7 separate regions of the Mus musculus genome follow, and regions 1, 2, 3, 4, 5 and 7 are each linked to region 6. A link is a contact called in public HiChIP or PLAC-seq, capture Hi-C and promoter capture Hi-C data. All regions are on one chromosome and are shown on one strand. Each heading gives the region's core, a stretch centred on a gene start, on an enhancer-like site or on the middle of the called end of the contact. The rest is flanking DNA. Distances are from core to core; before and after follow the strand shown. Region 1 holds the start of Acvr2b (activin receptor IIB). Region 2 holds the start of Acaa1b (acetyl-Coenzyme A acyltransferase 1B). Region 3 holds the start of Myd88 (myeloid differentiation primary response gene 88). Region 4 holds the start of Scn5a (sodium channel, voltage-gated, type V, alpha). Region 5 holds the start of Zcwpw2 (zinc finger, CW type with PWWP domain 2). Region 6 holds the start of Itga9 (integrin alpha 9). Region 7 holds the start of Exog (endo/exonuclease (5'-3'), endonuclease G-like).

What was found. Promoter capture Hi-C pulls out the DNA fragments that hold promoters and counts their contacts. HiChIP or PLAC-seq counts read pairs in DNA pulled down with a chosen protein or histone mark. Capture Hi-C pulls out chosen DNA fragments and counts their contacts.
Region 1: a contact with region 6 is called in an H3K4me3 HiChIP or PLAC-seq map of embryonic limb bud, with 3 times the contacts expected there. The contact joins the promoter of Acvr2b here to the promoter of Itga9 in region 6. A contact is called at or near these places in 2 of 39 promoter capture datasets (the 3T3-L1 cell line and hippocampal neurons) and 1 of 115 datasets of contacts at active chromatin or transcription factors (embryonic limb bud).
Region 2: a capture Hi-C map of embryonic stem cells shows a contact between it and region 6, with 4 times the contacts expected there. The contact joins the promoter of Acaa1b here to the promoter of Itga9 in region 6. A contact is called at or near these places in 5 of 39 promoter capture datasets (cranial neural crest, embryonic stem cells, hippocampal neurons and 1 more), 1 of 484 Hi-C or Micro-C datasets (embryonic stem cells), 3 of 115 datasets of contacts at active chromatin or transcription factors (astrocytes, embryonic limb bud and embryonic stem cells) and 3 of 9 other capture datasets (adipose tissue, embryonic stem cells and liver).
Region 3: a contact with region 6 is called in a promoter capture Hi-C map of pre-B cells, with 2.2 times the contacts expected there. The contact joins the promoter of Myd88 here to the promoter of Itga9 in region 6. A contact is called at or near these places in 3 of 39 promoter capture datasets (cranial neural crest, frontonasal cranial neural crest and pre-B cells) and 1 of 115 datasets of contacts at active chromatin or transcription factors (forebrain).
Region 4: a contact with region 6 is called in a capture Hi-C map of embryonic stem cells, with 2.9 times the contacts expected there. The contact joins the promoter of Scn5a here to the promoter of Itga9 in region 6.
Region 5: a contact with region 6 is called in a promoter capture Hi-C map of erythroid cells, with 4 times the contacts expected there. The contact joins the promoter of Zcwpw2 here to the promoter of Itga9 in region 6. A contact is called at or near these places in 5 of 39 promoter capture datasets (the C10 cell line, embryonic stem cells, erythroid cells and 2 more), 3 of 115 datasets of contacts at active chromatin or transcription factors (epiblast stem cells, large pre-B cells and thymic regulatory T cells) and 1 of 9 other capture datasets (embryonic stem cells).
Region 7: a promoter capture Hi-C map of the 3T3-L1 cell line shows a contact between it and region 6, with 4 times the contacts expected there. The contact joins the promoter of Exog here to the promoter of Itga9 in region 6. A contact is called at or near these places in 6 of 39 promoter capture datasets (the 3T3-L1 cell line, the C10 cell line, hippocampal neurons and 2 more) and 1 of 115 datasets of contacts at active chromatin or transcription factors (bone marrow-derived macrophages).

What each region holds. Positions count from the first base shown.
Region 1 is chr9:119,400,756-119,404,181 of GRCm38.p6, reverse strand. Acvr2b (activin receptor IIB) reads right to left here and starts at 2,004. Exons shown (of 11, transcript NM_001313757.1): 1 at 1,585-2,004. The coding sequence starts at 1,636.
Region 2 is chr9:119,155,354-119,158,939 of GRCm38.p6, reverse strand. Acaa1b (acetyl-Coenzyme A acyltransferase 1B) reads left to right here and starts at 1,847. Exons shown (of 12, transcript NM_146230.3): 1 at 1,847-2,116; 2 at 2,256-2,349; 3 at 3,138-3,195. The coding sequence starts at 1,946.
Region 3 is chr9:119,338,501-119,341,871 of GRCm38.p6, reverse strand. Myd88 (myeloid differentiation primary response gene 88) reads left to right here and starts at 1,854. Exons shown (of 6, transcript NM_010851.3): 1 at 1,854-2,240; 2 at 3,162-3,296. The coding sequence starts at 1,913. It overlaps Acaa1a (acetyl-Coenzyme A acyltransferase 1A), which reads right to left and starts at 578. Exons shown (of 12, transcript NM_130864.3): 1 at 187-578; 2 at 1-47. The coding sequence starts at 357.
Region 4 is chr9:119,561,226-119,564,636 of GRCm38.p6, reverse strand. Scn5a (sodium channel, voltage-gated, type V, alpha) reads left to right here and starts at 1,959. Exons shown (of 27, transcript NM_001253860.1): 1 at 1,959-2,285. The coding sequence starts at 2,013.
Region 5 is chr9:118,038,793-118,042,204 of GRCm38.p6, reverse strand. Zcwpw2 (zinc finger, CW type with PWWP domain 2) reads left to right here and starts at 1,346. Exons shown (of 9, transcript NM_001378466.1): 1 at 1,346-1,986. It overlaps Azi2 (5-azacytidine induced gene 2), which reads right to left and starts at 1,683. Exons shown (of 8, transcript NM_013727.4): 1 at 1,247-1,683.
Region 6 is chr9:118,604,673-118,608,028 of GRCm38.p6, reverse strand. It overlaps Itga9 (integrin alpha 9), which reads right to left and starts at 1,320. Exons shown (of 28, transcript NM_133721.2): 1 at 914-1,320. The coding sequence starts at 1,101.
Region 7 is chr9:119,443,408-119,446,760 of GRCm38.p6, reverse strand. It overlaps Exog (endo/exonuclease (5'-3'), endonuclease G-like), which reads right to left and starts at 1,801. Exons shown (of 6, transcript NM_172456.4): 1 at 1,611-1,801. The coding sequence starts at 1,773.

The sequences.
Region 1 (3,426 bases), core at 755-3,254, 800 kb before region 6:
AACTGGAACAAACAGGAGCAGTGATGTACATACAGACTTCTAGTCTGAGGCGAACGGTCCTGAGACAATGCTTTCAACAAACCTAAACTTAAAAGAGGCAAGGCACATACATGTCCAGGTGCAGAAATCCAGTAAGTCAAGAGCCGACTAGAGGTTGGTCCTATAACTTGGGGTCAGCCTGCTGCCGCCCTCCCCGGAGCAGACCACTGTTTTCCATCACTTCCAGGCTCTCATTCTTGGGGTGAAAAATCTCTGGAGCAACACTTCGGGGAGTGGCAGAAAGAAACAAAATGTTCACCCTGAGCACCGCGTTGCCTCTACCACTCCAGGACAGCACTGAAACCGCTTCCCAACAGTGGGCTCGGGTAGCAAAGAAGTTATCTCTGCCCTCTGGTTCGTACACTCATGCTCCACCGCACCCAGGCTCGTGCAAAAACTCTCGGGGTCGGAATTAACAGCTAACCCTCACTACCTTGTAATAGAAAAGATTGAAAGTGAGGATCCCTGTGAGGGGGTGCAATGACCATCTGGGATACCCACCCCCGCAGCTGCAAGGGGGATCCCAGCCCTTCCCTACACTCCGGGCCCCGCCCCTCGCGGGTTTCCCAGACTCCGCGCTGCTGCCACCTCGGGCCGCAGGGGACCCGAGCTGCATGTGTAATGGGGGTTGGGAACAAAGACGCGCAGGACCCAGAGCCCCAGCCACCGGGCACCAGCCGTCCTAATCTCCACGATCTTTTCTCTGGAGTCTTAATGCCCGACTGTCCACGTTTCCTGGAACTGCCCTAAGCCCGCCCCGGAGCTCCTACAAAGTTGAGCACGCTTCAGCACCATCGGGACACAGAAATCAGTGCCTAGGCTTTGGGGGAGAAAGCGCTTTCCCAACACAACTTCGTGCGTACACACCCACACCTTCTAGTCCCAAGCAGACGCGCACCAGCTATCCACAGCCCGCAGGCGGCTGCGAGCTGACCGCGGGTCACTCACGCCCGCCACGTGCCGGCCGAAGCGATCTGAGACCTGTTGGTTCGCCTCTTCAACCCTTCTCCACTCCCAGTTGCCCAAAACAAAAGCGGTCCCACGAGGGCGCATCTGCGGCCCGCTGCAAGAAAAGCGGGCGCAGGTAGGAGCCACTCGCATGAGGATCGCGACGCGGAGTGGCGGGACGGGATGCAGAGGACTCCGGGCGGGCTATGGAAAGCCGTCCGCTTCGCTTTGCGACACCTATGACTCTCAGGGGCGAGCAGCCCCAACCCAGCCGCCCCCAATTAGATGCCCACCCCGCTTGGCCGCCTTCCCCACGCTTAGGTTTTCCCCGCTCTATCCCTGGGGTCCGCACACCCGCGGAACCTGAACCCCGACCCTGACGCTCCAGGTTCCCCCATCACCTAGAACCTCTGCGAGCCAGAATCGCGCAGAGGAACCGCACGGGCGAGCTCGCCTCTAAGATCGCAAGCACCAGAGCGCCCCGCGCGACCCCGATCCCAGGCAGGTGGCGCGGCGCCGAGGCCGCGGGGCCGCCCTTTGTTGGTAAACACCGCGCGCCCCAGGTCCCTGCACCCCCACGACGCGCCCGGTCCTTACCGGCGCACAGCGATCCCCAGAGAAGGGCGAGGGCCGCCCAGGGCGCCGTCATGTTCCGCGGCGCCGCCCCGCGGACACCCGGAGCCCGCGGGCAGGGCCGCGCTGCGCTCCCGGGGCGCGCAGGGCCCGGCGGCGGCTGCGCTCTGCTTCCCGCTCCTTCTCTGGGTCTCGCTTCCAGGAGCGCGCGCTTCTGCGCTTCGGTTCCCAGGCAGTATGCGGAGATAGGGGCTCAGGGCCGCTGCGGGCGGCGCGCAGTGCGGCCCGGGCTATGGGGCGACGCGGGAGCCGGGGGGCGGCGGCGGGGCGCGGGCCAGGGCGCGCCCGACGCGGGCATGGCGCAACGGGGCTGGGCCCGGGCCCCGGGCGCAGGGGCCGAGTCCGGAGGGGCCATGAACGGGGGAGGGGTGGGGGAGGGGACCTGAACCGAGTCCAAAATGGCTCCTGAGCGGTGGCCACGGAGCCGAGCCAGCGGGGAAACCCGGATGTTGGATACAAAGAGGCGGGCGAGCTGGGCGGGGAGGGGGAGGGGAGGCGGGCCCTCCGGCCGCGTGGTCCGCGCCCCCCTTGGGGGCGGGGCCGGAGAGGAACAACAACACCGAGGCTCCGCCCCCCAGCCCGCGCCCTCTGGAGACAGCGCGCCTGCAGCACCAGACTCTAGGGCTAGGCGGGGCGCGCTCTCCGAGCTGGTGGGATTGGACTGCCCACAACTTGGCTGGTGCTTTCCTGCCCCGTGCTATGGAGCCCACGCTACGGGATGCACGCTCCTCTGGGACCCCTGAGTGAGTGGGTAGCTCCTGGTCCCCATAACCTAGGACCTCTGCCCTCCAGCTCCCATTTATGGGCTAATTAATTGGCAGGAAAACGCTGAAGTCTGAATTGACAGCAGTTCCTCACAACGCACGCACAGTTATCTCCAAGCAGAGGAGGACCCACAGAGCAGCTGCAGGTGGGAAAGAACTGTTGGCGACCTGCTTTCTGAAGGATCCTCAGCAATCCAGCATCCTTCATCTTACCTTCAGCACTCCTCCCACCTCTAAAGATCTGTTCAGAACATGCCTCTGTTCCTTTCACACACGCACACACACCAGATCCCTCCATTTCAGATGTTACACAATCAGAGTGTGAGAGCAATCGGCCTCCCAGCTACACTGGAAAAGCCAGTCACTACTCAGGGGAAAAAAATGCTATGGAATCCTCGGATAGTTACCTCCTGCCTCACCAAGAGCAGTGGGTCATAGGAGGAAGGACGCTCCCCCCCGCCGCCCCCCCCCCCCAGCCTGGGTCATTTCATTTGCTCGAGCCTCGGACTTCCCTTATGAAAATGACGGTGTTGAAGTCCTCCAGACTTGGGTAGAGTTTCTTTCTGCTACGGCTTTGGTGTTGAGGTAGGGATCCTCAGCTTCCCAAGAAGTCTGCACCTTGTCTGACAACCTTTGCTCTTAAATGTGGTCTTTTTCCTCTCCTTATGTAATCCTCAGGTGGCCTCGAGCTCGCAGTCCATCTGTGACTCTTCCTATTTTTCGTTCGTTTATTGATTGATTGTGTGTGTGCTCTCTTGCCTGTATCTATGTGCATCCAACATACAGTCATATGTTTCCATATGCCCCGTGCCACCAGCACCCTCCATCTCACATCTGGGCAGCTTTAACAGCAGAGGGCTGAGGGGCTCCTTAGATGTCACTAGGGTCCATTCACGTTGCTAAGTGTATCTTCTATTTCTTTTAAGATTTTTATTATATTTTACTTATTTATATGTGTGTTTGTATGTGTATGTGTGCATGCATGTGTGTGTGTGTGTGTGTGTGTGTGTGTGTGTGTGTGTTAAGGAGAGAAGCAGACAGA
Region 2 (3,586 bases), core at 598-3,097, 550 kb before region 6:
GTTGTAACGTCTGTCACCCCTCTGTTAGTCCTCCTTGCCTTCTGGCTAGAGAAGCTCTGTGGTCCTCTAGTCTGCAATTCTTTGCGCCTGTGCCTTGGTACAGACCTCCACACTTCCATTTGGGGACTTGGGCCAGTGATGTGGAACTTAGAAATGTTCTTTGAGATCCACCATCCTGGTTGTAGAGAAGGTGAGCCTGTCCTTCTGATGTTGTATGAACTTCTCTGGCCTTGCTCAATGCAGAAGAATTCAACATTTTGACATTACAACAGGCACACTCAGCATCCGTGTAAGCAACTTACAAACAAACAAACAAAAATAAAACACAAAATCTCATTTCTCTTCGGGCCTTAGATAAGCTATGTTTTTGTCTTGGGTGGCTGTCCTTGGCCTAGCCCCATGCAGACAGTGGGCTGTGGGTTCTACATGCGTCCTAGGAACTGATGGCATCACAGGCTTCCCCCCGGGCTTCTAAGAGGTCCACAAAGGCGAGCACTGGAAGACAGTGGGGAGGGGACAAGGAAGGAGGCCTGGTGCAGCGTGCTCTCTGGGGTGTCTAAAGAGCACACGACCCTGCACTTAGGAAGTCTGTGCCCTTGGACATGGTGACAGGAAGGCTAGATCAGCCTCTGGGTGTCTAAGACTCCAGTGCTCCTGCCCTGGAAAGCACGGGCAGGTGAGTGTGCATATTATGTGTAGGGCAGAGGTTGATATTGGATGCCATTCTAAACCCCTTCCTACTCTGCTTTCTGAGATGGGGTTTCTGTCTGAACACAGTGATTTGCCTGGGGTAGGTAGCCACTTTGCCCCAAGGATCCTCTGCCTTTCCCACCTGAGCACTAAGGTCATGGGACCCTTGTCAAGCCTGCCCAGCCTTGTGCACTGGGGATCTGACCTCTGGCCTCCCACTTGCAGGGCAAGCCCGTTACCTTCTGAGCCCTCTCCCAGCCTCCTCTCCTTTCATGTTTTGGGATCCCCTGGGGTCTGAGAAAACACTGTGTAACTGCCATGGTTTGGGGCTGACCTGTCACTGTGACTGGGGAACCCGGTCTTACTCTTTAAGGCTGGTAACACATTCTAGATCCAGGAAGCCCCGGTCCATTCACTCAACAGGAAGCCATTGATCAGTTAATGCTTCAGGCACACTGCAAGGCCTTGGCAGACACCTTTGCTAAGGGGGCGAGGGGAGCGGGTGCTGCAGGGGTGTGCACTGATGAGGGCATCTCAAATAGGCATACAGAGGATGCTACATGGGACACTCTCAGAGACCTTTGAACTGCTTCTGTGCCTTGATAGAACGGGTTCTTCCAGCCAAGTACTCAAGCATCCAGCTTAGGGCCAGGGACCCAGGAAAGACGAGAGCTGAATAGAACAGGAATCAGAGTCAGGTCCTCTATCTCCATTTGCAGTGTAAAGCTGTTGCCACTGTCCCAGAAACCTCCTGACTTTTGTCTGATAGTGTGCCATGGCCATGTTTGGAGGAAGGTCTCCTGGTTCATGTTCAGAAATCCACAAGACTTTGAGGTCCTGCCTACAGTGTAGATTACAAAACGAGGAAAGTTCCAGTTTACACTTCTGGGAGGAGCTTCAAAAATGTGCACAAGCTTTTTTTTTTTTTTTAATTATATTTTAAAACATTTTCTTTTATTTTTGTAGCCCAGATTGGCCTTGAACTTGCGCAGTACACACTTGCACCATCACAGGTGTACATGGACAAACTTAAGAAGGAGGGGTTCTGAAGTTCATTGACTTGCTTTGAGAAGCTGGGAGGTGGTGGTGGGGGAAGACTCAGGAAGAGTCGCCCTCTGATTGGCTGCAGAATGGGTAGGCAGGACTTATTGAAAATATAAGGCTCCAATTGGCTCTGCCCTGTGCAAGCCCGCGTCCTTAATTCACTGGGGTGAGCGCCCAGAGCGCTGGCAAATCGGTGGGACCCACCTCCGCGATGCATCGGCTGCAGGTAGTGCTGGGTCACCTGGCCGGCCGGCCCGAGTCGAGCTCCGCGCTGCAAGCTGCGCCCTGCTCCGCTGGCTTCCTGCAGGCCTCGGCCTCCGACGTGGTGGTGGTGCACGGACGGCGCACTCCCATTGGCCGCGCCAGCCGTGGCTGCTTCAAGGTGAGGCCCCTCGGGCGGGCGAGGGGAGCAGAAGGCGGCCAGCGCGGATGGGATCCTGCCGTCGGGGGTCCGGTGACCGCAGAGTCCCCGGGCGGGGATTCGGGAGCTGGGCTCACCGCTGCTGCGCTTCGCCCTGCAGGACACCACCCCCGACGAGCTTCTGTCGGCCGTGTTGACCGCGGTTCTCCAGGACGTGAAGCTAAAGCCTGAGCAGCTGGGAGACATCTCCGTGGGTGAGCTCCCCTGCGGGTCCTGCACCGGCCCTCCCCCGCCCTCCTCCCGAATATCCGTCTCCCTTCTCACAGACTTGAGTTACTGAACGGGAGGGCTCTCGACCACAGAGGTCTGAATCAGGCTGCTCCCGATGGCCAGTCTCAAGAGTAGAACCTTGGGCGCCCCCTCATGGCACATCGGCAACCTGAGAGGCGCTAGAAAGCCTAGCACCACCAAGTAGAAGTTCTAAAGCCCAGATGTTCCAGGAGACCCCAGGAGGCGGGAAAACGCGCTTCTCTACCTACATGGACATCCTGTCCCGGGTTACAGGTGCAGATGGGTTCACCCCACCCTGCCTTAACCCCTAGGCTTTCCCTGAACTAGAACATAGTGTAGGACACAGTTTTGTCCGGAGGTGCCAGCCTGTTCCTCATCTCTGCAGTGGTGCAGGGCTTGGAGGAGGACACTTGGGCAGGTGAGCAGTTGCAGACCCGCTTCCCTCACCACAGCCCTGCTTCCCACAGCGTTCAGGCTTTGCACTGTGTCTCTTACCCTAGAGTCTCTCCCGTCTTTTCCTGTGATCAGAGGAGCATGCCTTGGCAAGCTCACTGGCGGCCCTCCAGCACTGTACTGCTGTTGGGTAGCTGGCTCCCCACTCCCCAGAGTTTGAGCCTCCACAGCCTCATGTGCGCCTCTCTCCAGAGGCTGTGATTCTTGGAGAGATCTGAAATGTCTCCTTTCTGCGGCATGTTTTGCCTTAGGCCTTGGGACACCACCTGGCACTGAGTGAAGGCTCTTCTATCCACAGGCAATGTGCTTCAGCCCGGGGCTGGAGCCATTATGGCACGCATCGCCCAGTTCCTGAGGTAATCTCTCTGGCTCCAGCTTGGTTGTCCACCGTGACTGGTGAAGGCCCTGGCACTGGGGATGTATCTGTGTGTGGTGGAAGAGCAGGTGGAATGAAGATATCGAGGCAACTAAAGTCCACTGACCTGACCTCTTCTCCATAACCTTTTCCCTACTTAGAGGGGGTGTGTCACTGGGCCGATGGCCAAGGCATCCAGGACTTGGGGACTGGGTTAGAGCTTCTCTGTGGCCTAACTTTTAAACAAAGACAACGTATGACATCCCCTTTAGAGTTAAATAATCTCATGGCTATACTGAGCAGCGTCTGCTTCCATTCTTAGCTGAGCACCTATGAAGTCCAGACTCCTCCAGTCGTTAGCAGCTTGGAGCTTGGGGCTGGGGGGGTACCCC
Region 3 (3,371 bases), core at 605-3,104, 730 kb before region 6:
AGAACCGCGGTCAACACGGCCGACAGAAGCTCGTCGGGGGTGGTGTTCTGCAGGGCGAGGCGCAGCAGCGGTGAGCCCAGCTCCCGCATCCCCGCCCGGGGACTCTGCGGTCACCGGACCCCCGACGGCAGAATTCCATCCGCGCTGGCCGCCTTCTGCTCCCCTCGCCCGCCCGAGGGGCCTCACCTTGAAGCCTCCACGGCTGGCGCGGCCGATGGGGGTGCGCCGTCCGTGCACCACCACCACGTCGGAGGCCGAGGCCTGCGGGAACCTAGCGGAGCAGGGCGCAGCTTGCAGCGCGGAGCTCGACTCGGGCCGGCCGGCCAGGTGGCCCAGCACTACCTGCAGCCGATGCATCGCGGAGGTGGGTCCTACCTACTCGTTTAGGTTCTGGGTGCAGAGCTTTAGGAACAGGAATGATGGCAGGCGCAGGCGCAGGCGCAGGCGCGGGCGCAGGCGCAGGACAGCCTTCTACGTCGCAAGGCCTGAAAGGGGATCACAACCCCGGTAGAATGATACTGCGAGAGGTAGGATGGGGTCTTTAGAGGGCCTGCCCACTCCTAGGTACAACCAATTAGATTAAGGGGAGTCTGATTGAGGGCCGCCCACTCACCCCTTGCCCCAGAGTCCCGCCCAACGCCCGTCCTAAGACGCTTTCTCTCCACTCAAAGCCCCGCCCGCCAATCCTACGGAAGCCAATCGTAATGCGCACTCTTAATCCTCCTTGAAAGGCAGACTGGAAACTTCCAAGTTTGCACAACCTTTTGTAGACATTGGGGAAGGAGGTTTCCCAAACTTCTGGTTTCCTAGGATGAACTCAGCCTCAAGGGAGTCCCTCCCCTTGAGCTCAGCGCGCAGCCGCGTAGAAGGCGGAGCCCGGCCCATGGCTTCTCTGCTGAGCTAGCCCGAGAAGACCCTTGTCTCCCATCAAAATTTGCTGTGCTCAGCCCCGGGTCCCAAAACCGAGAACTGAGGACCTAGAAAATGTTGAGGCACCTAGTTAAGCCCCAACCGGGTTGGCTGTCACAGAAGCTCTCTCAGAAAACAAAGTAATTTTGGGTTCCGGGCTGGTGTGAAGAACCGATTAAGGTGCTGAACGGCAGGCAGGTTCTAACTGTAACGTGCCCCACTCGTCTTAAGCCTGTTGATCTACGTTTGTTTGGGATAGTGCCATTAGTGCCCACATTCCCCTAGGAATTCTACTAAACCCGGGGATGGGGGTGGAGGGTGGAGGGAGACCCAGTATTGGAGATTGACACCTAAATAGATTAACCAAGTGAATTAACGAAAAAATCTTCCTTGGGTCTAGACCCAACGTTAAAGAGTAAGGTGGTAGGTTCCGCGTGTTTTTTGCAGACCCCGGGAAGGTAGTGCTGTTTGTCTCAGAAAACAAAGGACAAGATACCCTAAATGCCAATTTATGGGCAAGGTCGTGGGCTTTCCCCTTTAAAAAGCAGAGTCACAAGTGACATCAGATAGCTAAAGGTAGACTGAGCCTTCGGGTTACTACTTCCGAAGCCAGTCTGTCTCTTCCCTCCCTACTACCAGAATATAAATTACTGTACAGAAGGGCTGTAACTCCTTCAAGTCCTAAACAAGGCTGATTGAGCTAACCATGCATAATAACCACTACCAGATCGCCTAGTCCATCCACCTTGATCGGTGGGCCAAGGCAGATGCCAGAGGCGGTTTATATAAATTCTCACACCTTCGAGGGGAGGTGAGCAAACGTTAGAAGCACAAGTGGGTTGACTTTTAGGCTGGGTAGTTCTGGCCCCGTAGTCTAGATTCTAGCAAAGGGCGGAGCTTCTCGGAAAGCGAAAGAAGGAGGGGCTGGCAGGAGACTTAAGGGAAGTAGGAAACTCCACAGGCGAGCGTACTGGACGGCACCGGGGGCCCAGGGTTGCCTGCCATGTCTGCGGGAGACCCCCGCGTGGGATCCGGGTCCCTGGACTCCTTCATGTTCTCCATACCCTTGGTCGCGCTTAACGTGGGAGTGAGGCGCCGCCTATCGCTGTTCTTGAACCCTCGGACGCCCGTGGCGGCCGACTGGACCTTGCTGGCGGAGGAGATGGGCTTCGAGTACTTGGAGATCCGAGAGCTGGAAACGCGCCCTGACCCCACTCGCAGTTTGTTGGATGCCTGGCAGGGGCGCTCTGGCGCGTCTGTCGGCAGGCTGCTAGAGCTGCTGGCCTTGTTAGACCGTGAGGATATACTGAAGGAGCTGAAGTCGCGCATCGGTGAGGAAACGTGCTTCCTGGCTTTGTGCCAAGGATCAACGAGGCTAGCCTTGGCATATTAATCTTGTTCATTTTTTTCTGGGGTGCGCTAGGGAGGAAGAGAGTGACAGTCGAATTTTCTGTCAGTATGCAGGTCAGCGTAGGGATTGGGAGAGGGGTCAAAAACCCTGAGGAAAGATGGAAAGAGCCTAGGCAAAGACCTTCAGTTGTACCAAGAGTCAAGATCTGCTTTTCTCGCGGTATCTCAGTTGTGTCAGGATCAACCGGACAAGTGAGGACCCCTTCCATCACTCACTGGCACTCAGCACAACACCCCCGCCCCGCCCACAGTGAGGTACACCTTGCTAGATGGGGGTCACCATTCTCATTGAGCACTAACTGGGTGCCTGAGCCCTTCTGACATTCAATCCTCTGCTCCGATTGCTCTGTGCCCTGCTAGATGCCCAGTTTGGCTCCATTCTCTAGAGCCTTAGAAAGGGAAGGCAGGAGGAAGGCTCAGAGAAGCAGGCTGACTTTGGAGTCCTCTCAGATGCTCATTTTGGGAGAGTCCAAAAGGAAGTGTTAGTTTGTAGAGCCATCCATGGTACCAGTGGCTGGGGAAGGCTCGGCCCAAGTAGGCCCTTTTTAAATTTTTTTTTTAACATTTATTTATTATTATACATAAGTACACTGTAGCTGCCTGCAGACACACCAGAAAAGGGCGTCAGATCTCATTATGGGTGGTTGTGGGATTTGAACTCAGGACCTTCGGAAGAGCAGTCAGTGCTCTTACCGGCTGAGCCATCTCGCCAGCCCCAAGTAGGCTCTTTAAACTAATTCAGGATTTTGAGTGTGTGTACAGCAGCAACCTGGGGCATGGGGGGCGGGGGTGTCGGGGATGGGGTGGGAGGAGGAGCCTCTACACCCTTCTCTTCTCCACAGAGGAGGACTGCCAGAAATACTTAGGTAAGCAGCAGAACCAGGAGTCCGAGAAGCCTTTACAGGTGGCCAGAGTGGAAAGCAGTGTCCCACAAACAAAGGAACTGGGAGGCATCACCACCCTTGATGACCCCCTAGGTAAGGGCCCAGTACTGTGCCCCTAGGTAGAATAGGTGGGCCACAGCCTCAAACATGTGACCTGCAGAGGGCATG
Region 4 (3,411 bases), core at 710-3,209, 960 kb before region 6:
ACCATACACATGAGCACACACACAATATACACACACATAGACCCCATACACACACCACACACACACACCACACATACCATACACACATACTAACCACACCAGCTTGCACACCCATCATATACACACAACATACACAGTCACACACCATATACACACACATCGTACAGAGTCACACATCATGTACACACACACATCATATACACACCATATACACTCATATACCATATACACACACATATACACCATACCCACATACCACACACACATCATACACACTCATATACCATGTACACACGCATACCACACGTGCACATACAAACCACACACACACACCACCATGCACACTCATATACATGCACACACATCATACATATACCATATATACACATATGCACCATACACACATACCACACACACACACACCGTACAACTATATGCTCATGTCTGTGTGTGTGTCTCAGTGCAGAGACACATATGTGCCAGCCATATGGAGGCCAAAGGTCAGCTTGCAGCAGCGTCATTCCTTGGGAGCTGTCCAACTTGTTTTCTGAGACAGGAATTCTCACTAGGACCTTTATCTGCCATCGGTGGTGCTCAGGCACCCTGAGTTGGGGTCCTTGTTGGCCGTGTGCTGGCATGGGTGTCACAGAAGCTTATAGGGGTCACTAATGACATGCCCCATGGAGTGAGCTCAGGGCAAAGCCCTTGGCTGACAGGAAGAGAGTGTGTCCCTGGCAGACATCTTCAGCAGGTGTCCAGTCTGCCCTCTTGAGCCGGTGCCCAGCCATTCCCGGTTTTGATGTGGTAATTAGCGGTGCAGCCTCCTGGCTTGGTGTCATAGTCAGGAGCCCTCTGGCCACATCCTGTTTTGGTGAGCCTGACAGAAATGCATTCTTCTGCCTTGCTGTCATAGACAGAGTGTGTTCGCACCAGGTTCTGAATCTTTTGAGGCCACCAGGGGCCACATTCTCCCTGTTTGACGTCACACACATATGCCTGTTGGAAGTCCTCTTCACCAGTGGTCACCGCCTTCCGGTGCTGGGGGGGAAAGAAAAAACAACCCTTGGGGTTTGCGCTTGTATGTCCCCTTTTATGGGAGAAGAGGGGACGGTGTGATGAGCCAGAGACCCACCTGTCACATTTCCCGTCTTTAGAATCAGTCTAGCTAGGGACGGTGCTGCACTCAGGGGATCCCTATGAGATCCTCAGATGGAGGTCTACACAGTTGGGCACACCAGATGCCAACATCTGGATGCTAGTTCTTGTGTTCCTGTCCGGCCGGCCGTTGCTGAAAACCCTGGATCCCTTGGGGGGCAAATGCTGCCTCCAGTTGCTGCCTCTATGCCTCAGGTTTGATTTGCACCTCTTGTGTGAGGGCATGGGGATTGTGGGGGCACTGGACACCACTCAGGCTGGGAATGTTCCCTGGAGAGGGGGGGTGGGACCCTGTCCCGTGCAGGGCCAAATCCTGACGTATGCATGCTTCACCTTTTAATTGGAGAAAAGCCCTTCTGTTTGAGTCTGGGATAAAATGAACGGCATCTCTTCCCATCCCTGCCCTGTGGAGGCCAGGGAGCCGGTTGTGGTGGAAATGTCTTAAAGGGGGTCAGTTGAAGTGTTTTTACTTTTGTGTGTGGTGGACAGGGTAACCCCTTCATGAGGACACACCGTCTCTTGATCACTGATATTTATGCATACACGTACACACTGGGGCAAGAGTGGGGGGGGTCACTTCATGGACCCTCCCCACACACACACACCTCAGTGGAGGCGAGCATCAGCGTTTACCCGAGCCGCTGTCAATCGTATGCGCCTGTGCAGTGGTTGGCAGTGGGGGTCGGGAATGGGGTGGGCTGTACACTTTTGCAGATTGTGTCTTTCCCCGCCATCGGCCTAGCTGGCTGACTACCCTGCCCTCCGGCCGTGGCACCCCATCACACCCTGTGTTTGTCTCCCAGCTTCCTTCCAGGCAGCCTGAGGAGAGCCTGTGCCCCCAGAAGCAGGATGAGAAGATGGCAAACTTCCTGTTACCTCGGGGCACCAGCAGCTTCCGTAGGTTCACCCGGGAGTCACTGGCGGCCATCGAGAAGCGCATGGCTGAAAAACAAGCCCGTGGTTCGGCCACCTCACAGGAGAGCCGTGAGGGCCTGCCAGAGGAGGAGGCTCCCCGGCCCCAGCTGGACCTACAGGCCTCCAAAAAGCTGCCAGATCTCTATGGCAACCCACCCCGAGAGCTCATTGGGGAGCCCCTGGAAGACCTGGACCCTTTCTATAGTACCCAGAAGGTGACTGCCGCCCCCTCAGCACCCTCCTCACCCTTTGGGTAGCTCCTGGGAAGGCAGCAGACAGATGGAGCTTTGCTCCTGTGGAGTTCTGTGTGGGGCCGGCTCCCCTGGGCTTTGGGGGAGTGATTCACCATTAATCTGTATTCCAATCACCTTAATTTTGGAGTTCTGGGATACAGACATAAATCACGCCGTTTGAGCCCCTAACATAGGGGTGGGAGGACCACTGAAATGTTACCTTCTTTTGTCTTTCTCCGGCATATACCTCTAGGGGATTCCTTCCTGTCCCCAGACGCGTGGGCGCTTGGAATGAAGCCCTGAGCGGTCCCCCTCCTAACTCCTGCATGCGTTCCTCCTGTCCCTCTGGCAGCTCAGAGAATTAGCCAGGCATCCTCCTCTGAGCCAGCTGGCTCAGGCTGAGCCACAGTAGAAGTCTCCTGGGCCTCGTGGCCTTCCCTGAACCACAGAGGTCATGGGAAGGCTGAGGGGTGAAGAGGGCGTGGCTGCTAAGGCATGGAGTGTGGGGAAGCCTTGTGCTGCCCTTGTTGCCTGGAGAGAGGGAAGGGAGTGTTGTGCTGTTTCTCCAAGAGGCCCTTCCCTGCACTAATGATGTGACAGGCACACAGGTCCCCTACAGAGGGACAGGCTGCTCACACAACTGTCCACTTCTGGACCTGACTGTGGGGGTCATGGCAGGAGAACAGGCTGGGATCTAGAGGAAGGCCTTTCCAGGAAGGCTAGGCAACAGAGACCAGGGTGGCCACGGGAGTCCCTGTGGCCAGCTTCAAGCTGAGCGCAGAGCAACACCAGCGGGACTGGAAAGATAAGTACAGTCAGTGTGGGGGTCTGGGTAGCATGTGTCTGTCGGTCTGTCTGTCATGGTGGTTGAAGACAATGTTTAAGAGACTAAGAGCCTGAGTGTGCACGTCTGTGTGTATGTGCATATGCATAGGTGCATGTGTGATCAGCTGTGGGTGCGAAGGGACACACACACACACACACACACACACACACACACACACTCACTCCATCTATACAGACAGTTAGCAGGAGAGACGACCTGGGCCCTGCTTCTAGGCTGAGGCTCCAGGACCTCTCCCTGGCTCAGGTGACTGGAGCAGGGTCC
Region 5 (3,412 bases), core at 97-2,596, 570 kb after region 6:
CCGAAGCACTTCTGCTAGAGGCACTTATATGCTAGAAACTGTGCTCCCCCCCCCCCCCCTTTTTTTTTTCTTGAAGATGTCTCACTTTGTAGCACTGGCTAGACTGCAACTCAAGACTCCCCAGTGCTGGGATTATTAAAAAAGCATGTGCTACCACCCCCTGACTTGTTCTTAAGAATTCATTAAATCAATGTAAAAAAGCACTAAGATGGGTAAGCACTCTTCAATTTACAGATGAAGTAATTAAACATACAAATTAAGTTGTCAACTTCAGAGCCAGCCTAGCTCTTAGAAATTATAACTGGGTGCCTTGGAGGGTAAGCAAGCCCTGGACTTCAGAAAAGGGGGAAGGAGAAAGTCAGAGTAAGCAGCCTTCTCCTCAAGAGAGGAAGTGGAAAACTCGATGCTTACACATCTGGGCTATCCATCTAATCCACTGGCATTCCCACGACAGCAAGCTGCCTTTTAGACATCAATGAATCTCTCGCATTTACATGAAAACGTCCATTTACAAACCTAGAGCATTCAACACTCTGTAGCCATTCAGCGAATAATTCCAATTGTTTTCCATTTAAGACGATGGAGTGATCACTACAGACAGGGTAAGGAGAACATTTTTTGAGAACTAGAAATGAAACTGTTTTAAGATTTTGTTCAATCCAACTTAAAATTCAAACGGGGGTGGGGTGGCTCTTCTGTACTTAAGGATTAGAGGTCAATTTCAGTCTCAGTATGTCAATGTTTTTGATCATCACATGGTATTTCTGATTTCTAGTAGCTTCCATGGGTATTTTATCTCTCTTTCTGAGTATTCCGAGTTCCTTGCGAGGAGGACCACTGTTAGCCTGCCTTGCAACCCAGCCGGAAAACGGGACTGAAACATGCAAGTTAGACTGATGGTCACTCCCAGACGCCACCGGCACTACCCACGTCCCTCTTTCCCTCTCCGATATAAATGCCACCCCAGTGCAGGAAATAAAACTGAAAGCGTTCCCAGCGAGTCAAGAGCACGGACCGAACTTGAGCAATCCCCGAGCGGGAAGGCAAAAAAAAAAAAAAAAAAAAAAAAAAAAAGCCCGTGGAAGCGGGGCTGTGGGATGGCAGGGACCAGGGATGCTAGACTGGGCCGCTCTGAACAGCAGAAGGGCGCCGGGGACAGAAAGCGAAGTGCGTCTGGCCAGGCGACAGCCACCAGGCCCCTCCTGGCTGTCTCCACCGTCCGGGCGAGCGCGAGCGATCCACTCACCCTGAACCCTGGCTACGTAGGGCGGTCCCCAAGGCCACCGGGTTTCGCTTCCCCAGTGTTTGGAAGCCGGCTGAAAACAAACCGGGTCGCCAGGGGTCACCACGGGCTTCCGGTTTCCTCGAAGACGCCACCGCTTCCCCCGTCAAGGTGGCCGTCACAGGTGCACCGAGGGAGTCCCATGTCTTCCGCCGCGGCTCCCGCAGTCAGGGGCCCTGGAGGTCACAGAGGAACCGAGCAGGGGCGGCCCGGGGCCGCCGGAACAGGCCCGTTACCCAGCAGCACGCGCGTCAACTCCGGGGTCGCCGGCGCCCGCTGCCCCGCTCAGGGGCGGCGAGGCCTAGAGGGTTCTAGAAGGGTCTACGAACGCCCCGCCGCCCACAAAGGTGTCGCCGCTGCGCACAGGCTGGGTGCCAGCGCAGCGCGACGAAACCGGAAGCCGGACCTGAAGACTATATAGGGTGCCGCTAAGTGGCGCTCTAGCGGGGCGGGGCGTACTACAGGTCCCATGAGCCTCTGCGGTAGGGCAGAGGCGCACTACGAGTCCCGTGAGCCTCCGCGGCGGGGCGTACGTACTACCAGTCCCAGTGGTCCCCGCGGCGGGTGAGGTGTCGCGCCCAGCCGCGGGGAGGCGGAGTGGAGCTGAGACAGCGTCGCAGGCTGGCTGCTGTTGGGCTGAGGCGCGCGTTCAGGGCGCCCTCTAGCGCGTCCTTTCCACTCAGCGGCAACTGGGATTCCGTGAGGTGGGTCCGTGCTGCTCAGCTCAGAGGCGCCTGTCACCGTGGTGCTAACCCGAGAGCTGATGCGTGTCTGGGGCCCCTGGAATCCACGCAGGCCCCGTGTTTCGGGTCGCGTGGCGGTCTCCTTGGGTATCTTTTGAAGCAAGGTCGCTCACTGACTTCATGGGGGTTCCGGGATGCTCTTCTGTGTAGCAGGAGAAAAGGAGCCCATGGCCAACTCTTGACTTGTTCTGGCTCTTAGAGTTGTCTCCTCTCTCGGTTATTTCTAGGTGATAATCCTCCGGGTTTGTTTGTTTGTTTGTTTGTTTGTTTTTTGAGGCAGAGTCTTATGCATCCCAGAATGGCCACAAACACACTTGTTTCCACCACCGGGTGAAGAATTTTAGTCATCTATAATTCTCTCTGTCTGTAGTTTGTTAAATCTTCATATTTTTGTACGTTTGTTTTTTAATTTTAAATTTGCGGCAGGGCCTCAAGTAGCCCAGGCTACCCTCAAAGTCTTGAATTTTTTTTTCTCTGACCTCCTGCTTCTGACTCCAAGGTTTTGGGTTTATACATTACCAAGCAATGCGGTGCTGGAGGTTGAACCCGAAGCCTTGTGCATGCTAGAACATTGAACTGTATGGTGAGGCATAGACAAATTAATTGCAATCTTAGGGGGTCACAGACAGAAAAAGGAGCACAAGTTCTAGATTATTTCTGGTTAAGTAATGTGAGAGTCATAGTTATAGTTAATATTTATTTATTGACAACTAAGAACGCTCATGTTTCTTGGCACTATATTATTTTGTCAACTGAAAACTTAAATTCTGTCAGTGTTCTGTGGAAGGTTTTTGAGTATATAGTTTTTGCCTATGGGTAGATAATTTTTTCACTGGAGTATATTTGGTTTTGAACAATCAAAAAATATGGACCTTGATATAAGTTACGACTATGGCTCAGCTCTCTTAGGGGCAAATATTTATTTTTAGGGTTAGTACAGGTATTATTTTGATAATACCTTGTTTGAGCAATGAAAACCTTTTTGTTTTTCATTGTTTTTAATGTGTGTTATGCTTTGCTGGCATGTGTGTGTGTGTGTGTGTGTGTGTGTGCATGTGCATGTGCATGCAGTGCCCATGACAGCCAGAAGAGTTGTATTCCCTGGATCAAGAGTTGACAGAAGTTTTGAGCCTCCATGTAGGTGGTGAGAATTGAACCTAGGTCCTTTAGAAGAGCAGGCAGTGCCCTTAACCACTGAGCCTCTCTCTAGCCCAACTTTATTTTTTTAAAGTGTGGTATCTGAAGAATACTGTAGTGAAACAATAACAACATATTTTTAGAGGAATAAAGTTTTAAGTGAGTTTGTAGATTTAAATTGTATACTGAAATTTCACCATACCACTCTATAAATCATTTTTCTGTAGTTTATTCTATGTTGTAAGTACTG
Region 6 (3,356 bases), core at 71-2,570:
AGCAGAGACTCCCAGTAAGTTACATGTCCAAGCACACACACTGCCAGTCTCCATCTCCCGGCCTGCTGCTTCTAAAGATGCTCGCTCACGGGATAGCACCCTCAACGTGAACCAGCCATCTCCTGGGTCCACAGTAACATCATCTAAAATGAGGCTGGGGAGCTACTGAACTCTAGCTGCCTTGAATAGGTGGGCGTGGTGCATGGTGTGGCTCGTTCATTCCAAGGAAGTGGTCTATCCGCCTTCTCTAAGCGCTCCTGCTGTGGGGTCAGTTAACTTCACTATTGATGCTTAATGAGGGAGAGACTTATTCTTTTCTGCAGGCCCACCCATCTCGCTGGTTCAAAACTGTACCCCTTGATTAAAAACTTCAGCTTCCTAAATCTTGTCTCTAGACACGTGGGAGAGCTCCAGGCTGCCCACCAGCCACACAGTCTGCTCCTTGGGGGTCCTCTCTGCATCCCAGATCCTCTCAGAACTTTGTGGGGCCCCTGGGTACCTCTTCTGGAGATTCCTAAGCCACCAGGACCCACTCCCACCACACCCCTTGTTTCTCTGCTTCCTGCATGCTGCTGCCCTAGAGTTACATGAAGTGGTCCCCAAGAGCAGCCTGGCCTCCTAGGGGCCCCCCGGGGATCTGGGGCAGATGGCCAGCCCGCGGTGGCCCCTGGAAGGCAGACAGCCAAGTAACTTTGCTTTGGCGAGAGCGAAGCTGCGTCTGACTGCCCAGGGAGGACAGGGACCCCAGGGACGCCCCGGGCCTCGGAGAGCAGGCCAGGATGTCAGCGTGGCCGCCCGGACATTTAAATCGGCCCCGCGGGAGGTGGAGTGGAAGAGGCCGGAAAGGCGGCGGCCAACTTGGGGGACCACGGGGTGCCCACGCCAGGGTCGAGGATCCGCGGGAGACACTTACCAGCGCGTGTTGTCGTGGAAGTGCTCCAGCACCGCGTAGCCGAAGAAGGAGCCTGAGGGGCCCTGGAAGCGTACCGGGCGCTGCGCGTCCAGGTTGTAGGCGCCGGCCGGGACCCCCGCGGCCACCAGCGCCAGCAGCAGCGCGCGGAGCCCTCCGGCGCCGGTCCGCGCCGCAGCCGGGCCGCCCATCCCCAGCCGGCCGCCGCCCTGCGCCCTGCCCCGCGATCGGGGCTCCCGGGACACGCCGCTGCCCGGGGCGGGAGCCGTACGCTCCGAGTCTAAGCCCGGGACGCGGCGATGGGCTACAGCGAGAGCCGGAGCAAGGCCAGGGACGGCCGCCAGCGCCCCGCGTCCTCTCGATGCCCGCCGAGAGGTCTGCGCTCTCGGAAGGAGCGGGTCCCGGGCCCGGGCGGCACTGGACTGCGGAGAGGCGCGCCCGCGGGGTGGGCGGCCCGGGCGGCCCGGGCGGGACGGGTCCGCAGCGCCCCCTGCTGGACGCGGTCTCAGGCGCACCCCCGGGTCCAGGTTCTGGACCTCGGTGAACTGCATCCTCTCAATGTCCTAGGCTCTGCTGTGTCCAAGCTGGCTGGGTCTCTCTCCTTTTGTCTTACACTGAAAGTCTCTCTCTCACACACAAAGACCCAAAGCTACCCGAGCCAAGGATGGGTAAATATTCTGGCCCTGCCCATCTGGAAGCTCTTCTTCAGAGGCAACCGCTCAAGACCGCCAGTCAGTTGCTGTAAGAATTAGTCATGTGGAAGAGAGCAGAGCGTTCTTCCATACTCCCTGACCTGGCCAGCGCTTTCCAACTTGGCAGACATACAATACAGCCAGGTGTGCTCCCCTGTATGTGGGAGATTATGGTGAAGTATACGTTGCATAAAGTTTACGTCATAACCTCATTTTGGTTATGTGATCATCAATAGCTCATCTTGCAAATTAAATTATACATAAATTTAACAAGCACGCCCAGCCCAGTCCAGCCCCCGGCAAGTTTCATTTATCCCTGACTCTATGAAGTTGACTATTCCAAGTTTAATGTTATTGTTGAACTAACTCTTTACTCTGGTAAAATCACAACCCCCTCCCCATCCCTTCCCACCCTCTCCACTTCCAAAGTCTCATTCATACTAAACACACACGACGCCTTTATCTTTTTCTTTCTAATCAGGCTTATCCTTACAACAACAGTCAAAGCCTAGGGTAGGCAAGGTGGGGTGGGGGGGGGGTGCACATTCCAGAGTTATCCACTCGCCAGCAGTCTAAACACGGGGATCTTTACAGGTGAAGAGCCTCTTCCAGCTGTCATCAGAAGGGCTGTGACAAAGGAAGCCAGATCACCGCTAGCTTGGGAGCTGGAGGGAAGGGTCCATGAGGTAAAGAAGCCAGGCAGCTTCAAAAACTGGGGACAGAGAAATGTCTTCTCCTCTACCCCTTCCAGGAACGCAGGCCAGCGAGACCCATGACCTGTCCAGCATTGTTAGATGATCAATGTTGCTGTCTTAAACCACTGCAGTCAGGTAATTTGCATAGCTCGGATGCACTACTGCTGTCTTACTTGTGGTCAGTATTGCTGCAATGAAACACCATGTCCAAAAGCAAGTTTCAGAGGAAGGGGTTGATTCAGCTTGTACTGTTCATCATGGAAGGGAGTCAGGACAGGAACTCAAAACAGGGCAGGAATCTGGAGGCAGGAGCTGGTGCAGGGGCCATGGAGGGGTGCTGCTTACTGGCTTGTTCCCCATGGTTTGCTCAGCCTGCTTTCTTGTAGAACCCAGGACTATCACAGTTAGGAATGGCACAACCCACACTGGGCTGGGCCCTCCCTCATCAATCACCAATTAAGATCTTGTGGAGGGAAGCATTTTCACAAGCAATGCTCCCTCCTCTCAAATGACCTTAGTTTGTGCCATGTTGATACAAAACTACACAGCATAAGTGCTATATCCACCTGTCTTAGTTTACTTCCTGGGCTGTAAAGCAACACTCTGATCCAGAGCAACTTGGGGCAGGAAAGGAAGTATCCCAGCTCACAGGTTAGTCTCACAGGAGAGAGACGGGGCAGGAAGCCATTACAGGTTAGTCTCACGGGAGAGAGACGGGGCAGGAAAGGAAGTATCCCAGCTCACAGGTTAGTCTCACGGGAGAGAGATGGGGCAGGAAGCCATGCCAGAGCTGAGGGAGAAATCATGAAAGAACTATGCTCTTCACGCTGGCTTGCTCCTCACCCCCCCCCCCCGCCATGCACGGCTAGCTTTATATATGGCATAGGTCACCTGCTCAGGAACTGGTGTCACTCACAGTCGGAGCCCTCATTCACCAGCTAACAACCATGCCCACAGACAAATCTGATGAAGACAATTAGTTGAGATTCCCCCCCCCAGGTGATTTTATGTTGTATAAAACTGATCTTAATGCTTATTAATATGGTACCTTAAGTTATA
Region 7 (3,353 bases), core at 552-3,051, 840 kb before region 6:
CATAATTTATTAAGTCAAAGAAAAGAGTTTAGCAAAATCCTCCTTTGCCTGTCCTCGGTCGGGTATTCACAATGAGCTTCAGCTATGGGGGTACGCGTTTGGTTTGGGGGCTAGGGAACAAACGTAAGGTTACTCATAACTAACTTTGAAGTCACTCCGTGGCCTAGGCAAGCCTTAAACTTTTGTTCTTCCTGCTCCTGCCGACCACACGTGGAATCAACAGGCATGTGCTATTACATAATTAAATAAAACCTGGCTCGAGGCAGAGCACAGCTCAATGACAGAGCTGTGCATGGACTAGGGTACGGGCCCTGGCTTCACTCCTGGGACCAAAAAGAAATAAGAATCCAATCTCACTAGTTTTCCACATTAGTTTTCTAAATCTGTCTGTACCACAAACTGTGTGTATGGGGGGTGGGGGGAGAATTCAAAGGAAAACCATAGTGCTACAAGTATAAAAGTGAATGGGAACGTCTTGCGACTAATAGAGACAAAAATGGCCATCATTTTAGTTTTTCATCAACATGATATATCAGCTGCCAGGTTAAGTATCCATTTCGTTTTTTAAAAGACCTTAACTCCAAGAGTGGGTGCACACACCTGTTTCTCCATGTCTCATGCCTGGCTGGGTCACAGTGAGTACTGGCTCAAAGCAAAAACAGAGCAAACAAGCCCACCCACACTGTCCCTCACTGATACTTCCCCAGTGTTTCAGTTCAAGGAAAGACAGACTGCAGCCTTCACTGCAGTGGGGCTAAGAAACTGACACTTCCTCCTAGAGGACTCAACCCGGAGCTGCTTCCAAGTGACTCCTCCCCATGCCTCCCCAGAGCAGTCCTCTGGCACAATGGCAAGTGTCAAAAGAAGCGGGTGGTTCAGCACGTCCTGGAATGAGATGGGTCTGTGCTCACTTCTCTGTCTAAAGATAAGATGCCCCGTAAATTTAAGGATGTACATACTAGGAAGACTGGGTAGCAGATATTCTTTACGGAAACGCCTTCAAACATTCTTGTTGTGATGTTGTCAATTTGACAGAATCTAGAAACACCTGAGAAGCAGGCCTCCGGGTATTCCTATGGGGAGAGGGGGAATCTTGGCTGTATTAAATGATATGGGGATCCCCAGATTAATTATGGGCTGGGCCATTCCCTGACTGGGATTCGCACTGTATAAACTGGGAGAAAAGGGAGCCAAAAGGCAGCACGTTCGTCCGTTTCCTGACAGTGGAGGGACGTGGCCACATTGTATAAACTGGGAGAAAAGGGAGCCAAAAGGCAGCACGCATTCGTCCGTTTCCTGACGTGGCCAGCTGCTTCGAGCTCCTTCCCCGCCACGATGGGGTGCACCTCGAACGGGGAGCTAAAACAGACCCTTCCCTTAAGTTGCTTCTGTCAGGTATACGTTGTCACAGCAACAGGAAAAGAAACTAAGACACTTACTGAAGGCCAATTCTGTACCAGGCACTGTGCTGCACCTAAGGTGGAGAACAAACAGAGTCTCAGCTCGGGGTGGAGCTAAGGATGGAGGGGTGGTGACGTGTGAGCCCGCAGCCAGGTGAAGAATTTGGGGGAGCAGTGGGGAACCGAGCCGGCTTAGGCTTGCAGACTCACCGTGTGGCTGCCTCGCCAGCTTCGCGGATTCCGCGTCCGGACGCCGGAAAAACTGCAGCGCCGTCAGCCCCGCTCCCGCGGCGCCCACTACAGCCCCGGCCAAGAAGCCATTCAGAAATCGCCGCGAGTCCCTGAGACGGGAAGCGAAGCTCTTTGCAGCCATGACTCGCGGGCGCCAGCACTTTGTCTCTGCCACGCATGCGCACGCGGGGGCTCCGAGGCCGGAATGGTCCAATCGCCGGCTCCGGAACCAGGCGCGCATGCGCCATCCCGAACCGCCTCCCAGAGGCCTTCGCTGCTGAGGGTCTCGCGCGTCCCCTAGAGTCCAGCAGGGGAGGCACGCCTACCTCCATCCCTGGTCCTGGCCAGTTAATGGATGGGTTAAGTGTCCTAGCTTGTCAATTTAATGGTGTGTGTGTACTGTCCTCTGAAGAAATTGTCTTTAGTCCCATTTAATAGTGAGTAAATGCTTGTTCATGATCCATCAAAGATCTCCTAACCTGGGATCCAACTCGATGTGATTCCAAAACCTGTACCCCATTGGACTGTTTGGGGCACTTGCTTCAAAGTCAAAATACACATCAGAGTGTTTGTACCACCTATCGAGTTTCCTGGGAAAACAGTACTCAATGGTAGCCAGAGACTCTGGATGGGCCAGAGCTCAGAAGTTAAATCCTTACCAAACTAGTCCAGTGTGTCAGTCCATGTTATCTCTTTTAATTTGTGCCTAGACAAGCAAGATGGTTCATCAGTAAGGGTGCTTGCCACCAAAACTGACACTTGAATTCAGTCCCTGGAACCTACTTGGTAGAAGAGGACTGACTCCTGAAAGCTGTCCTCTCACCGTCACAGGCATGGGCTTGCCATCCTACATGCACAGGTATGTACAGCCAGACATAAATAAGTCGATGTAATAAACTGTAATTGGGCTTGGTGGAGCCGATCTGTAACCCCAGCGCTAGCAAAGACAAGGAAGGAATTTCTGAGCTCCAGATCAGCTTAGACTACATAGTGAGTTCCAAATGAGTCTCAGCTACATCGCAAGACCCTGTCTCAAAAAAGAAGTTAAAATCATCATCTTAGACGATAGGGATTCATCTCAGGACTAAGGTGGTATACACGGGATGCATGCCGTCAAGTAACACTGTAAATGTTAGCCACTTTATGGGACCTCTCAAATTGGTCTTAGACAAAATTGATGGGCAAATGCCCACTGACAAAGGGAGAACATAAGGTCCAGAGAAATGGCTAAGTGATTAAGAACACTGTCAGCTCTTCTAAAGGGTCTGGGTTCAATTCCCAGCACCCACATGGTAGCTCATGACTGACACCCTCACACCAATGCACATAAAATAAAATTAAGTAAATTGTTATTATTTTTGTTTTTTTTTTTAAGACAGGGTTTCTCTGTGTAGCCCTGGCTGTCCAGGAACTCACTCTGAAGACCGTAAATTATTTTTTGTAAAAAGAAGAATATTCGTGTTTAATAGACTCCCACTCAGATCAATGGGTCTTCACCTGGCAGCAGTCTCCAGCTTCCCATAAAAAGAGCATTGGCCTGAGCCAGGCTGACTCCATGACAGGCTGCAAACCAGCAGTTCAGGAGACTAGCCCTGAGTTTCTACTTCCCAGACTGGGCAAGTCAGTTACTGGGACAACCAGGCTTACATAAAAGGGACCCCTCCCTAGCTTGCAAAAGAATCGTTAGGCAAACTTACAGCTAGGAGATCAAGAGCTGCCCCC